2 separate regions of the Bicyclus anynana genome follow, and region 2 is linked to region 1. A link is a contact called in public Hi-C data. All regions are on one chromosome and are shown on one strand. The core of a region is the stretch at or near the end of the contact, and the rest is flanking DNA. Distances in the headings are between cores, read along the strand shown. Region 1 overlaps LOC112052511. Region 2 holds the start of LOC112052511.

The links. A called contact is a pair of places that touch in the nucleus more often than the background predicts.
Region 2: a contact with region 1 is called in a Hi-C map of whole body, with 3 times the contacts expected there. The contact joins the promoter of LOC112052511 here to the enhancer-like site in region 1. A contact is called at or near these places in 2 of 2 Hi-C or Micro-C datasets (whole body and whole larva).

The regions. Positions count from the first base shown.
Region 1 is chr1:6,667,459-6,670,219 of ilBicAnyn1.1, forward strand. It overlaps LOC112052511, which reads right to left. Exons shown (of 3, transcript XM_024091624.2): 2 at 2,245-2,287. Among protein-coding and RNA genes, the nearest start is that of LOC112052512, 22 kb to the left of the region's middle. Within about 2 kb of position 1,338, at least 7 of the 8 cell types and tissues checked have open chromatin away from gene starts, as enhancers often do.
Region 2 is chr1:6,728,484-6,731,183 of ilBicAnyn1.1, forward strand. It overlaps LOC112052511, which reads right to left and starts at 1,365. Exons shown (of 3, transcript XM_024091624.2): 1 at 1,233-1,365.

The DNA.
Region 1 (2,761 bases), core at 88-2,587:
CCTACCTCTTAGACTAATAACCTATAGACCCGCAAAACCTAACAATTTTATTTCATTTGGAGGAGTAAGTTGTGTGACTATGTGAGCGTAAGAGTTAAGCTATAGCTTGTCAAATTCGTTCGTAACACTCCTGATGGTCCGCGGGGGCCGGGAGGGAGGTTGCGATGCCCCGCTCGCACAACTCGCACCCGCGCAGTCCTTCCCCCCGTCGCCCGCATATCATGGGAGTGTCATCAACGAACTTGCCAAGCTATAACTTCACTCGCCGACACGCACACAGGCGTACTTATTCTAGCGTAGCGATGCATCAAGGGCTCCTATTTCGGGGCACATAAAATGCTTTACGATTCCTGCGACGACTGTATACTATCTATGTGTTATAAATCTATGACCTTATACTAATACCTTATATTAATACTTGATATTTTAAAAATACGAAGTACACAATACATTATATTATACTTACCTACCTACATATAGCTAACTATACGGGTAACCCAAACACCTAGCTTGTGTATACGCGGCCGTCGTACCGGAACGTTAAATGGCTTTGAGGTAGGTCTTTACACATAGAGCAGTACGGTATTTAGATAAGACTCAGAGGCAAGGGTCGCAAATCGACCTAAGAAAGTAGACAAGTACGAGTAGGTAGTAAATATCATCGATATAAATCATTAGATGGGCCCCTCCATACTAAAGAACGCACAATTTTATGTCATTACCCAAAGACGTGCTCGCACATCTTATCTTAGTACGTAACAAACGCATGCTGTGAGTGGACGTGGACTTAAAAAAATATTTACTGTTTTTTTATAATTTTAATCCCTTATGCCTTCGTGTTCATTTTAAAAGTGTAAAAACACAAGCCACAACATAATTAAAGAGAAATGTGTTACGAGTGATGACGTACTCAATGTGCGAGACCAATGACAATTCCGCGACGCTTTGAGGCCCATCTAACGATCTACGATCGATGGTAAATATGATACAAATGCAATGTATTGAGGAAAAGTACAGGTATATAGTACTTGATTTGTCCTCTCACGGCCGTATCAGTTCACCACACGACCACAGCATCGCGTCATGTATTCGCAATGACTCTCCAATAATTAAACGAGTGTTAATCTATCGAATAGAGCCTTATGACAATACAAATACGGATCAAAATTGATTGTCGCCGCATCATGTGACATAACGCACGATAAGACAATATTTGAGAATACAAGCAAAACAGTCACGTGATTATCAACTCTATTAATTTAACTGAGGGTTGGAATTTGCATGGATCCGTGCTACTGCAGGCTGTATAGGACATGTGGTTGGCCACAACTGTACCGGGTCTGTGAACGTTCGACATTTCGTAACCCCGTTTCGTCAGATAGCGACATCTCGAAGTTTTACACTGTTCTGTAAAGCCTTGTAATTTGCTATAAGCTCCCTTTTCAAGATATAGATAGCAGTATGTTACAATCTAACAGTAAGATTGTTATAATTATAACTGACGTACCTACCTAGGCACAGTTAGCAAGTAATTTTGAAGGAATCTTGATTTAAAAGTTTCAGATTTTTTTACAATAAATACTAATTTTAATACTATATATATATATATATATATATATAAATACTAAGTTTAATATTAAACGACTAATTTTAGAGGAGTGATTCATGCAACCTTCGATTCCGGAGGGTAAATAATAAATATGGATTCGAATCCGGTCCGGGGTAGTCACCTTCAACTTTTCAGTTGTGTGCATTTTAAGAAATTAATGTCACGTGTCTCAAACGGTGACGGAAAAACATCGTGAGGAAACCTGCATACCAGAGAATTTTCTTAATTCTCTGCGTATATGACTGCCAATCCTCATTGGGCCAGCGTGGTGGACTATTAGCCTAACCCCTCTCATTCTGAGAGGAGGCTCGACCTCAGTAGTGAGCCGAATAAATGTTGATAATGATGAAACGGCTAATTTTAGTTACCTACTCATGAACCTATACATAATACAGTTCATATGATTATGTGATATATCTACTAGAGTTACAATACAATATAAAACTTGATATAATGAGTACAATACACAAAAGACTATTATTTAGTTACTCATGTATGCACATAATACATAATAGTCCAAACCTATTAAAGTCAGACGTATATTCGAATATGTACGACATCTACGTAGTTAGTATAATTTATTTTTAGCGAGATCGCACTATTTTAAAACATTTTATAGATATAATTGTAATTACCTCTGTCCTCGTTCAGCCTTCCAGTCACTTCGTTAATAGCAACCTGAAACAAACAAAAAAAAAAGATTTTGAGATTCTAAATAACATAAAACTGAAATTATTAGTTAGGTACACTCTCAATGAATATTCTCTTTCAGTGCGCTATCAATTGAGACCGCACTCGAGTAACAGACATTCAGTTATTCTTGCCCAATTTCACCTCCCAGAACTTTTAAACGGCTCAACCGATTTTCATCAAACATGTCTAAAAACTCGCATATGGCATATACCTACCTAAGTCATATTTCATACAAACGAAATAGAAATCGCTTCAAACGTACGGGAGCTATGGTGCCAGACAGACTGATAGACAGATAGACATACACGTGAAACTCATAACACCCCTCTTTTTGCGTCAGGGGTTAAAAACTGTTTCAGTGAACAAAAATGTTAGTCGATGTAAAAAAAATCTTATAGCTTGTTTGCGAGACAAACACAGTAAGACGGATATTTGATTTGGAACTTCAGAAACCACCAA
Region 2 (2,700 bases), core at 115-2,614, 61 kb after region 1:
TCAACGTGATACAGGACCTCAAGAGACCTGCAGAGTCGCGACATCAAGAAGAAGAAGAAGAAGAATGGCATAAATCACTACTAGGTAAAATTAGCAGGTAGGTAGGGCCTGACTTTTGAAGTATGAGGAAAAACAATATTCGTTTCCATTTTGTAGGTAGGTTTAGAATTTAATGTTTAATATAATATATGTTTCTACGTATAAAAATATTTCCTAACGAAGTCATATAGACCGAATTGAACTTGCTTTAATAAATATTAAAAAAAAAACAACACTCGCTATAAAGTACCATAAAGTACAGAAATGACAATGCATTTAAACTGTAAAGACTTCAATGTTAGTCAACATATTATGGACAGCAGACAAGATTAGGAAGTTCTCTAAAGATACAGTTATTAATATAATGGAAGTATTTTTATATAGGTGCTTATAAGTGCTGCTGTAAACCCCACTACTCGTCAATTGATGACAATTAAGGTTAATGACTATAGATAGGTAGGTATAGCGTTAGTATCAGCTTGAAAAGAACATTTTTATCTATTAATATTATGTTGTAAACCAAACACAAAAGGTGATCAATCAATTTCACAAAGATATTACAAAAAGAGACATTTTAAAACTACCTACATATAAATAATAGTGCGCACATTAATCCATTGTATAAAATGTAATAAACGTGACTTTACACATATGATCACTGTGTGCAATAAGTATTAGTTTACACTGTACATTCACAATAAAGGTATAGAACGAGATAAGGCACTCAACCTCGACGAGGATTACCTAAGTCGACAGACCCGTGCGCCGACGCAAGGAGTTTTAAAAGGCAAAATAGGTAAAACGGCGCACAAAGGACGAACCGTATTAATGTACCGTATCGCGTCAACCATTGTTTGCCAGAAAGAAAACACCACGTGACACAAAAAAGGTACACCTCTGATTCACAAAACAGAACGAGATTCATACGTAGGGAAAACAACGAAATTGTAAATTGAGCACTTTCATGGATGCGACATACTGCGCGGGCGATGAAAATGAAGGCAGTGCCGCTCGCCGCGCCTTGCCTTCAAACCTCCGAGTCCGACACTTTATGCACACACCGCCTTCGGTTAAATTCTTTGCATAAATAAGTGAGAAAGCTCCTTTTGCCCACGAATAACAACTTTTTTGCACACACTCCGCGAAAACTGATGCACTGCATCCAATACAATGTATAAAACAAACTTCCTTACCTTACACTGCGCAGTAAAGATGTTCTAACACGATCGATGAAGAAAAAACACAAGCGAAAAGTAGACACAGTCACGTTCGTACGGATACGTCGAGGGTAATGGCGCCGGTTCGGTTCGTTCCAACTTCCAACCCGTCGAATGTTACTCAGAGACTCGGAAGGCTATGCCTTGTTTGCTCAGTGACGCGGTACCTCATTTTGTGTCCCTTTCTTGTGGACGTACTTCGGTCATGCGATGGAATGAGAAAGGTGTTAAATTATCAACGCCGTATCATATACCTGTGGTGCAGCAACCTACATCACCGGTGCGCTTAACAATGTCATGTCTGCTGATAGTTTGTCTTAAAAAAGTTTAATACTCAAGTGAAGATGCATTTTTAATAATTACATCACATTATTACAAACAGCTCTTCAATTTTCCAAAAAATATATATAATTCGTCGTTTATATTTAGGTTTTCCGAATTTTCTAAAAGGAAATTATTTTAGGTGAGTCAGCGTAAATAAGTTTTCAAAGTTGTAAATTATAATTAACTAAAGTACTATATTTCAGAACAGAAAGTTGTATTAAAAAAAATAATCTCTATGGTTTAAAAATTAATATCAGTAAAAGTAAAGTAAACACAATTTAAAATAATACACTTTATTTTCAAATACGTTGTGTCGGTTAATTAGCGCCATCTTGTGATGGTTGTGTAAACAATCTAGTAAATGACGCAGCACGATCCTCTACGTGATTTCCCTCTTGACAACGTAGTGTACACTGAGGCAACGTAGTCTTGATGGCAGCTTCACTGGGCCGCAGAAAGATGGCGCTGCGCTCTTTTTTGGCCTATAATATTTTCTGTCTTATGCCTCAGATAATATTTTTATGGGCTTTATGTTACAATGATAAGGCTGAAAGAAGTGGAAATCTTTAGATACCCACACAACCTATAAACAGCATTGCTTTAGAAGGTGTGTGTGTTTGGAGTGGGACTTTAAAACGTTAAACGTGAAGTGTATGAAATGTACTAGACAGAAATTGAAAACATATAATTCGGTATACCTCATCATCATTATCATTAACAACCTATATTCGGCTTACTGTTAAACACGAGAGTAACCCTCTCGTGTTTAACTAATAGTCCACCACGCTGGCCCAATGCGGATTAGCAGACTTCACATACGTACAGAGTTTAAATTACACATAGGTATCTGAAAGTAGCATGTTGCATGCCCTGACCGGATTTGGCTACGCCCTCCCAATCGAAGGCAGTGGTCTTATCCTCTGGGCTATCAAGGACAAAGGACTGTCGGTAGGCTACTTCGGAATGGTTCTTTAAACTTTACAATAAAAAGGTCTCTTGCCACCATAAAGAGCCATCAGGTCGGCTAGTCGGCATGATGGCAAGAAATCTGATTGGTGTTTGTTTCCCTGGGAAATGGAGCTGACCCTATAATTGACTTGCGTTGACACATTGGCTGCGT